2 separate regions of the Ovis aries genome follow, and region 2 is linked to region 1. A link is a contact called in public Hi-C data. All regions are on one chromosome and are shown on one strand. Each heading gives the region's core, a stretch centred on a gene start, on an enhancer-like site or on the middle of the called end of the contact. The rest is flanking DNA. Distances are from core to core; before and after follow the strand shown.

Region 1 (5,348 bases), core at 892-3,391:
ACATTAGAGGCATTTTTACTAACATAAAGAACAAGGTTAAAGTGTGTTAGCTGCTCAGTAGTATCTGACTTTTTTCGACCCCATGGTCCGTAGCCCGCTAGGCTCCCCTGTCCCTGGGATTCTCCAGGCAAGAACACTGGAGTGGGTAGCCATGCCGGTCTCCAGCGCTGCAGGGGGCTCTTTACTGTCTGAGCCACCGGGAAGGTCAAAGTAAGGTATGCCCCGCATTTTCTCAACTAGTCCACACAGTATATGCTCAGCAGTGCGATTAGATAAAAAGTATTCAATTGCAGGTGTAAGAAGCAGCAAAGAAGTAAAAAGTCTCTTTACATATGATATGGAAATACAGCAGGAAAACACCAGTGTTTCAATGTTGTTTTATTTTGATTTCATTATGAATGATTGTGAGCATGTTTTTCCACTGAAATACTATTTTTTTCACCTGTCAGGTTGGTAAAAACAGAAATGTCCGGTGGTACACCCCACTGTCCAGGCTGTGGGCAAACACACTCTTCCACATGGCTGGTGGGGAGGCACATCTGTGTGATCCACGTGCCGGCACACACACACACTCTGACCCAGCAGTTCTCATCTGAGAATGTGCCCTGAAGATAGATTCCACAGCAGGCAGGCTCTGGACGGTCCCCAGGCGCCCTGCGACCTGGAGCTTGTGCTCCGCGCTCCTTCCTTCTGTGAGCATTACCTGGACCTGGAGAGAGTGCCAGTCGCTCAGTCATGTCCGACTCTTGGCGACCCCCTGTACTGTACCCCTCCAGGCTCCTCTGGCCATGGGATTCTCCAAGCAAGAATACTGGAGTGAGTTGCCATCCCCTCCCTCCAGGGGATCTTCCCAATCCAGGGATGAAACCCGGGTCTCCCACACTGCAGGCAGATTCTTTACCATCTGAGTTAGCGGGAGTGACGCACCTCTCATTAACAGAATGCGATGAAAGGAATGGAGGCAACATTTGAGATTAGGTTGCAAAAAGGCTGTGTCTTAGGTCTTGCTCTGTCTTGCTGGCTCACATAGATGGAAGACAGACTCGAAGCCGTGAGCCACTGCAGACAACCCAGGAATTCAGGGCAGCCTCCAGCCAGGCAGGAAGTGAGGCTCTGAGCCCAGCACTGCAGAGGGCTCGCATCCCGCACACAGCCGCCTGGGCGAGCTTGCACGAGGGTCCTCCCTTGGGTGAGACCACAGCCTGCTGGTACCTCGACCCAGAGCCAGGTGACCCGGCTGAGTTGTGCGTGGATTCCTGATCCCCAGATTCTGTAAAGTGATAAACAGCTGCTGTTTTAAGATACTACATTTGGAAGTGACTTGTGATACAATAGCAGCTAACATCTGTATGCACGTGCTTATGTGTAGGTGTGGCTGGGTGCTCATTGCTCAGTTGTGCCCGACTCTTTGTGACCCCATGGACTGCAGCCCACCAGGCTCCTCTGTCTGTGGGATTCTCCAGGCAAGAGTACTGGAGTGGGTTGCCATTTCCTTCTTCAAGGGATCTTCCCCACCCAGGGATCGAACCTGCATCTCTTAAGTCTTCGGCATTGGCAGGCACATTCTTTATGGCTGAGCCACCAGATGTACATATGTGTACGTATAATCAAGATGTGTATGTATGTGTACATGTATGTGTGTATATGTGTGAGTATATGAATATATACTGTTATTCATTGTAGCATTGTTTGCTGTTGAAAAAATGTAGGAAGAACCTAAGTAGTCATTGAGAAAACTGTTGAACACAAAGCAACATTATTCAGCTGTTAAAAACACAAGGACTTCTAAGAACTGATGTGGATATTCCAGGATATACTGCTAAGTGAAAAAAGTGAAATACGGGCGTATTTGGTATCCTGTCCTCCTGTAAGAGAGATGGGAGATGGGGGAAGCAACACATCTGCTCTTTGTGCAAAGGAAATGCAGATGAATAAACCAGACAGGAGATTAGGCAGCAGTGCAGGAAGGGTGGGGGGTGGGGGACTGAGGGGAAGGGGGGGGAGGGGAGCAAGACACCGCTGTGTGTCTGGAAAGACTTCCCCAGAATAGCACTTAGAATCAGCCAGGATGTGGGGCACCCGGCTGGGACACAACGGTTCCAAATGAACCGATCACTAACCTGATGTGTTTGGAAAACAGTTTACTGACCACACAGTGTAGCTCAGAACAGAGTGATCCATGCTCAAACATTTTACTGTTGTTCAGAACTGTGTTTCCCGCAGGGGTAAGGGCAACACTCTGAAGTGCAGTGTGGTTAATCTAGGATTGAGCAACTATGCAAACACAAGGCGGGGATGAAAACCAGGCTTCTCACCCTCAGGAAAGGACGTTATGATTTAAGCAAAGAGGAGGAGGGTTAGGATGATGGGAGCTGAGGGAATAAACTCACGGGGTCCGCGTATCGCCCCAGCTCTGTCCGCTTGGGTGGCCTAGAAGCAAGAACACCCCCGGGACAGTGGGCACACCTGGAGGCCAGATATTTGTTCCTGAGTATGAGTCTCCTTGGAAAACAGTTGGCTCAGCGTGGGATTGGGAAAACACACCATGAGCCTGGAACATGCTATGGTGTCAGAAGTTAAGCACGTGCTCCAAAAACGATGAGGGAACGTGGGCAGAACACAGGAGCCCCGCAGGCGAAATATGGGACAATCTGAGCAACAAAATAACCAGTGACAGTGATTACTAAGCCGGAGCATGAAATCAATACCCGTCAGCCCACAGCCGCATCAATGAGGCATGAATGAGTGACGGAATCTGCACACACGCAGGCAGACAGTGGAGAGGGACAGTTCTTCCTCGTAACAGAATCACAAAGACACACGCAAATGATGGGAAGAGAAAGTCGCCCTTAGGCTGACGCCACAGTAACTATGTCTGAAGCCAGAACCACCTGCTGTTGCTGACTCGGCAGGCGTGTCAGCACGATGAGAAACCGTAGTTGCGTCTCAGTGCACCTCCTCTGAGTGTGTGCGCGTGTCAGTCACTCAGCTGTGTCAGACTCTTTGTGACCCCATAGCCCGCCAGGCTCCTCTGCCCACGGAATTCTCCAGGCCAGAATACTGGAGTGGGTAGCCATTCCCTTCTGCGGGGGATCTTACTGGCCCAGGGAATCCAGAGGATCTTCCCGACCAAGGGCGAGAACCCAGGTCTCCTGCATTGCAGGCAGATTCTTTTCACTGTCTGAGCCCCCAGGGAAGCCCATAGGTGTGCACAAGTGACGAAGGAAAGCAGTGACTCTGCAGTGAGGAAACCCCACGGACAGCACCCGAACCATCAACATTAACAGAACAATCGTTCTGATTGGTTCTAATTGGTTCCAAGACCCCCTCATAAGATGTCAGTGTTATGTAAATAGTTGTAAGTATGATGTAAACACTATGTAAATTGCGTTGGCAGTAGAAACTCAAGGTTTGCTTTTTGCAACTTTCCAGGAAAAAAAAAATTCTTTTTATTGTTTTCCTTCAACCTCCATAGGAGGAATCCACCAGATTTGAAACCCCTGGTTACAGAGGAAGACTCTAGACACCCTGTGGTTCTCAATAGGATGCAGAGAATTCTGCGGGATTCTTGCCTCAAAAACATCAGCTCAATGTAACTGTGAGGAAATATCAGATTATCCCAAAGCGAAAGACATTCCATGGAATTGCTTGCCAGAGATCTCCCACGTGCTCAGGTTGTGAAAGACGCAGGAGGCCCGCAGACACCCCCGCACCCTACCCCCCGGGGCTGGGGCTGCTGGTCACAGTAGGACTGGGTCCTGACTCAAAGGAGCCTGTTAGTGAGACAGTTGGAGAGACATGAATGAAATTTCCAGCTTAGTTAACTCAATTTGCATCCACATGAATTTCCTGATTTTGATCACTGTGGTCTGGTGATGTAATATGTTAAGAGTGGGAGAAATTAGGTGAAGGATACGAGCAAAATCCAGACTTCCTTCCTTCTTACTTTTGCATTCCAGTCCCCTATAAGGAAAAAGACATATTTTTGGGGTGTTAGTTCTAAAAGGTCTTGTAGGTCTTCATAGAACCTTTCAGCTTCAGCTTCAGCTTCTTCAGCGTTACTGGTTGGGGCATAGACTTGGATTACTGTGATATTGAATGGTTTGCCTTGGAAACGAACAGAGATCATTCTGTCGTTTTTGAGACTGCATCCAAGTACTGCATTTCGGACTCTTTTGTTGACCACGATGGCTACTCCATTTCTTCTAAGGGATTCCTGCCCACAGTAGTAGATATAATGGTCATCTGAGTTAAATTCACCCATTCCAGTCTATTTTAGTTCGCTGATTCCTAGAATGTTGGCGTTCACTCTTGCCATCTCCTGTTTGACCACTTCCAATTTGCCTTGATTCATGAACCTAACATTCCAGGTTCCTATGCAATATTGCTCTTTACAGCGTCGGACTTTGCTTCTATCACCAGTCACATTCACAACTGGGTCTTGTTTTTGCTTTGGCTCCATCCCTTCGTTCTTCCTGGAGTTATTTCTCCACTGATCTCCAGTAGCATATTGGGCACTTACCGACCGGGGGAACTTCCAAATGTTCAAGCTGGTTTTAGAAAAGGCAGAGGAACCAGAGATCAAATTGCCAACATCCACTGGATCATGCAAAAAGCAAGCGAGTTCCAGAAAAACATCTATTTCTGCTTTATTGGCTATGCCAAAGCCTTTGACTGTGCAGATCACAATAAACTGTGGAAAATTCTGAAAGAGATGGGAATACAGACCACCTGACCTGCCTCTTGAGAAACCTATATGCAGGTCAGGAAGCAACAGTTGGAACTGGACATGGAACAACAGACTGGTTCCAAATAGGAAAAGGAGTACGTCAAGGCTGTATATTGTCACCCTACTTATTTAACTTATATGCAGAGTACATCATGAGAAACGTTGGACTGGAAGAAGCACAAGCTGGGATCAAGACTGCCCGGAGAAATCTCAATAACCTCAGATATGCAGATGCACCACCCTTATGGCAGAAAGTGAAGAACTAAAGAGCCTCTTGATGAAAATGAAAGAAGAGAGTGAAAAAGTTGGCTTCAAGCTCAGCATTCAGAAAACTAAGATCATGGCATCTGGTCCCATCACTTCATGGGAAATAGATGGGGAAACAGTGGAAACGGTGTCAGACTTTATTTTTCTGGGCTCCAAAATCACTGCAGATGGTGACTGCAGCCATGAAATTAAAAGACGCTTACTCCTTGGAAGAAAAGTTATGACCAACCTAGACAGCATATTCAAAAGCAGAGACATTACTTCACCAACAAAGGTCCGCCTAGTCAAGGCTATGATTTTTCCAGTGGTCATGTATGGATGTGAGAGTTGGACTGTGAAGAAGGCTGAGCGC
Region 2 (5,348 bases), core at 1,733-4,232, 45 kb before region 1:
CTTTGCTTCTCAGGAGCTGACGAGTTACCTACCACAGTCTCAGGGACCCGGCCCGGATAGGAGACTCGGGGTCAGGACCCCCTCCCCAGAGCCTACATCAAGACCTTGTGTCTGTCAGTCCCTGCCCCCCGCCAGGTCTCTGCGGGGTGGGGGGCATGGCCCAGGCCAAGGGTGCACACAGGGGCTGTGTCTCTGCAAGGCCAGACTTTGGAAACCCCAGGCCTCCGCTAAGGGCTGCAGGCAAACCGCCATCCTTTGCCCAGGTCAGGGCAGTTCTGTGCCCCGGCTGTGTGCTGTCCGTGAGCGTCAGCTCTATGACTGCTCACACGTGAGCAGATGAGCAAGGCCAGGGGTCCACCCTCCCCAACACCAGCGGCTCCGGTCTGTACACACTGTCCTGTGAGACCGGGAGAGGGGCTGGGCCAGGCGGGGGCGGTCTGCGGCCTTAGCTCACCGGACTTCCTGGTGACCCTCAACCACCAGGGCACGTACCTTCTGCAGGATGAGAAATAGGCCTGCAGACACCTTTCCTGCAGAATATCCCGTCAATATTCTCCAGTCCTGCTTGTCACTTGTCCTAAGCACCACCAACCAGGCCAGTAGGCGTATCTGCTTCCCAAGACCCTGGGACCCGAGGTGGGTGATGGAGACTTGGGCCTGGGCCCCCAGTTTCCAGGGCACCCCCGGGCCACCCAGTTCTGGGCCCCAGCAGATCCTGGCGTTCATCCGCTCCGAGACCTCCCAGGTGATGAGTCCCGCTCGTGGATGAGGCCAGAAACCAGGCAGCGCGTGACCCGGGATCCCAGGTCAGACGCCGGCCGTGGGGTCCTGCTCTGCCGAGGGGTCCTGCTCTGCCGCTCAGGTGGCCAGCCGGACGTGGCCCTGCCCCGGGGCTTGGCCTCCTGGGCCGGACGCCGGACGAGGGCGCCTCCCTTCCCGGGAGGGCACCCACTCCCTCTGCTTGTCCGTGTTTGACACAGTGGCGGTCATCTCATCACTGACGCGCGGACACGCGGACTCAATACGTGGTCCCCCGTGCAGAGTCGCTGAGTCAGAGCTCTTCTGAGCTGGGACCTCACGCCCGTCTCGGTCCTGAGAGGTTCCGAGCCATGGGGCAGGGCCCACCTCTCGTGAAGCTGAGCTTCCAGCAGGAGAGGAACAGCGCAACAGGAACGTAAACTGTAACAGGAATTAAACCAGTAACAACACACCACAGCAGCCGCCCGGAGGCCAGCTCTGCAGACGGGCAGCTGCGCTTTCATTCAGGAGGGGATTCAAAGCGGAGGCCTTGAGATGTGCGGGATCCTCTCAGACACAGATCTTATCAACCTTTCAGTGTTGAGCCGGTGACTTTCGAGTTTTATTTAGTTGATTCCCCAACACTGGCTCTAATTCAGGATCTAAAATCAACAGCCCTCCTGTATGACACGTGTCCAATTCGGGTGTGTGTTTGTCACTTTACAGTGACTAGGATAAACATCACATAAACATTTGGCAGGGAAACAATTTTTAATATGCTGTTTTCATCGCATCTGAGCTCAGGCAAGAGAGTCACGATTTCCAAATCGTAGGTGTGGTCTCAGCTCAGAAACAGCACTGCTGGCGGTGAGTTCCGTAATTTCAGTGTTTCCCACAAATCTTATCACGCAGGGTTTCTTTCCTGGGGAAATGGGAAGTCATCTCAGCCCCTGATCCTGACCTCAGGGCTCCTGGGCTCTGCTCTGGGCTGAGGGACGGACTGTGAAGTTGGAAACTTTGATCACATGGACACGTCAAGGCCTGTAGACTTTCTTTATCAGGTAAACCTATGGACTTGGAAACTGGATCGATCGGGTTTTGTTTTTAGTTGTAAACAGCAGTTGGAAAGGTAGATGCTCAGACTGAAGAAAAGATTTTTTTAAAGAGAAATTAAGACCAGAGTTAGGCTCTGCACATACATTTAAACATGTTTTCAGAGCCTAAGATTTTTGCTAACAACATACTCTGACCTAGTCACACAAGATCCCCAGTGAGACCGAGAAAACATCCAGAGAAACCCAGAATCACGTGGGACTTGATCCAAAAGACTGACAGGAATCACAGTGGAAGCATAATGTCTAAGCCCTTGAGAGGGTTAATGATAAAATAATCAATGTTGGCCTCACAGCCATCAGACGAGCGACCGTCCCTGATGTGCTGGACAAAAGGCCAGAGGTCAGCAGGGCCAAGACCGCGGTCCCCGGGCCTAGGATGCAGGTCCCCAGACTGAGGTCCACGGGGCGCGGGTTCCCGGACCACAGTCCACGGGGCTGAGACACGGGTTCCCACGTCCCCAGAAAGTTCGAGTGGCTTCAGACTCCCCTTTCCTCCAACGAAGCCTTCTAGGACCCGCTGTGAAATGGGGAGGCGGCAAGACAGCCCTGGTGACCCCGGGGCGGGGTCTCGGTCTCCTGACGGCTGATGGAGACGCTGGAAGAGGGGTGCATGGCAGGGGAAGTCCAGTGGGAAAGGGGGTGCCCTGAGGCGCGGTCAGGAAGGTTCTCCCCAGGACGGATGGAGAGATGCTCAGTCTGTCCACAGAAACATTTCTTCAGACCAGCTTCTCACCAGGCCCCAGGGATGCTGGCAGAACTCGGCCCTCCATCAGCTTTCTTCCTGATGAGAGAGGAAACAGAAGAAACAACCAAATCACACAAAGGGTGAGACCATCACAGGGTACCGAGTGCTGTGGGGGGACACAGGGAGGCCAAGGGCGCAGCGGAGGGCACGTTCAGACAGAGAGGCAGAGGGTCTCACGGAGAAGATGCTCTGAAGGAGCTAGAGGGCCAGGGAACGGGGGTGCTGCAGGCTGAGGGGAGGAACAGCAGAGCAGGGAGGGGACGGCGTGGCAAGAAGACCTGCATGAGCTCACTTCCTCTTCCCCCAGCTTCACTCCAGCGACCACCCAGCTCCCGAGCTCCGTGCAGAGGAAGGGCTTCCTGTGAGTTCGCAGTTCTCAGAATGTGCCACCAGAGGGCAGGGTGGGTCCCGCAGGTGTAGACAGGGTCACTTCCGCCCCCTGCGCCCCCTCCCAGATCACACGCTTTCCTTACAGGGGGACGTGTTGTGGGGAGGGCAGCTGTCCAGCTGTCCCAGATGCTACGTCTGCTCCTTATGCCCCGGCCCGAGCTGCCGACCCAAGATTTCCGCAGAGCTGGGCGTCTGTCAACGTTGCCACAAGCTCTGGGAAGCTCCTGACACAGAAGCTCATGGACACACCATGAACCTACACAGGGCAAAAGGTCAGGATCCTTTCAGTTCTCGATTTTATGTTAGCATAGCTCTCTCACACACAGGAGAAAATCTCTCCTTAAGTGACAACCCACTCCAGCATTCTCGCCTGGAGAACCCCATGGTCGGAGGAGCCTGGTGGGCTGCAGTCCACGGGGTCGCAGAGCCGGGCACGAGTGAGCATCTGAACACACACAGCACTTAGCTGATCTGCATCGCTGGACAGCAGAAACCGACATAACATTGTAAAGCAACTTTCCTCCCATTAAAAAATAAATTAAAAAAGTAAAACAAGAAATTTTGAAACTCTTGTAGGGAATTCCCTGGTGGGCCGGTGATTAGGACTCAGGTTTGATCCCTTCTCAGGGAACTAAGATCCCAAATGCCGCAAATCATGGCTTAATTAATTAATTAAAACACTCTGGTAGAGAAGCAGAAAAGTTACCTAATCGTTAGACAAAACCTTCCTTGTAACAGGTCCGTAAGAAAAATTTAATTTCAGAATAGGTCTTCAGTGGTGCCAATGACTCAGGTAACCCCCGGAAAAAGGCTCAGATAATACCCCTGTATTTCTCAAGTACCGCTGTGTCTCGGTGGACCGGCCTTGTCAGAGACACACAGTACCACGTGAGCCTCCAAGCTCCAAACTCAGCCCAGGCCTGCCCTGACCCGCAGGCGGCCAACCACTGCGGGCTGCTGGTCGCCACGGGGCTCCCTGACAAGCCTCCCCCAGTCCATCAGCCCTGAGCCTCCTGTGCGCCTCTCAGCCTCCCAGCCTGGCGGCTGCTGCCCAGCTGCCTAAGTCAGCTGAAACTGAAGCCCTAGGACCTGCACAACCTCCCAAGGATCCGTCTGGGTATTCCTCATTCCAGGGCCTCTCCCCAGCCCCGCCAGCATCATCCACCTCCTGTCCTGCTCGGTCACCTCTGGACCCTGGGCTTCCCTTTCTTCCCTTCCTTCCCTTCCTGGGCGTCGCTCTGCTCACCTGGGCACCTTCCTGGGCGTCTCTCTGCTCACCTGGGCAGTGCTCTGACCTCCTGCCTGGGCTTCCTCGGCAGCGCTGCCCCCTGCACCCACCGTCCGCACTGCGGCGTACAGTTCCGTCAGCAGACCGTTGTGCCCGGATCCCTAAACTGTGTTGAAGGGAAACCTGCTGCCACCCTGGTCCTCCTGGAGGAAGCCCGGCTCATCCGTCTCGTCCCTGAGCCCCATGACCTTGGCCGCTGAGATCTCAGCTAATCCTGAGGCGCGCCCCACCTTAGTTTATATCACTGTGCGGTGCCCTCCAAGAGGTGCCTCCAGCCACAGTCGGCTACTTAAATGTGAATGGCTTTGTTGTTGCTGTTCAGTTACCAAGTCGTGTCCGACACTCTGTGACCCTGTGGACTGCAGCCCGCCAGGCTCCTCTGTCCCCGGGATCCTCCAGCGAGAATACTGCAGCGGGCTGCCATTTGCTCCCCCGGGTGCTCTTTCCAACCCAGGGATCAAACTTGCGTCTCCTGCATTGGCAGGCAGACTCTCTACAACTGCGCCACCAGAGAAGTCAAATAAAATTTGAAATTCCATTCTGTGGCCACACAGGTCACATATCAAGAGCCCTGTGGCTGACCAAGGCCAGGGCTCCCGAGCTGGAGAGCCCAGACTCTAGAACATTTCTGTGAAGGCAGAAAGTTCCACTGGACAGCGCCGTTGCAGAACATTGGTTGGGAGTCTTAGTTACAGACACGAGAACCCTCTTCAGCAAGTTTAAGCGGAAAGGGAATTATCACAGACTAGTAGGTCCTTGCAGAACTTTCGAGAGAGCTGGTGTGGAAGCCACACGGGCAGGGACGACATACCCCAGCCCCTCCCCCGGGCTGCTTGCAGAGTCCTGGTGGCCTCCCCGGCGACTCCCGCGTCCTCCCCAAACACGCGTCCCAGCTGGCTGGGACTCTGTGCCCGTTTGCTCCCAGGTCTGTGTCTGGGGGTCTCGGCCTCTGAAACCCCCCTTGCAGGAACCCCTCATCTTCCACGTGCAATCCCTGCACCTCGTCCCTCCCCGCTGTAGCAGGACCCCTCGTCTGAGATCCCGGCTCATCAGGACAGGTCATCACGTGACG

What was found. A called contact is a pair of places that touch in the nucleus more often than the background predicts.
Region 2: a contact with region 1 is called in a Hi-C map of liver, with 5 times the contacts expected there. The contact joins two enhancer-like sites. A contact is called at or near these places in 10 of 16 Hi-C or Micro-C datasets (blood, hypothalamus, liver and 5 more).

Annotation. Positions count from the first base shown.
Region 1 is chr8:89,053,799-89,059,146 of ARS-UI_Ramb_v3.0, reverse strand. LOC121820215 (a long non-coding RNA gene) reads right to left here. Exons shown (of 2, transcript XR_009601562.1): 2 at 363-1,270. Among named protein-coding and RNA genes, the nearest start is that of SFT2D1, 19 kb to the right of the region's middle. Within about 2 kb of position 2,141, at least 7 of the 54 cell types and tissues checked have an H3K27ac peak or open chromatin away from gene starts, as enhancers often do. A contact at or near this core is called in liver, where this site is marked.
Region 2 is chr8:89,099,820-89,105,167 of ARS-UI_Ramb_v3.0, reverse strand. It overlaps LOC121820216 (a long non-coding RNA gene), which reads right to left. Exons shown (of 2, transcript XR_009601576.1): 2 at 1,826-2,634. Among named protein-coding and RNA genes, the nearest start is that of MPC1, 19 kb to the right of the region's middle. Within about 2 kb of position 2,982, at least 6 of the 54 cell types and tissues checked have an H3K27ac peak or open chromatin away from gene starts, as enhancers often do. A contact at or near this core is called in liver, where this site is marked.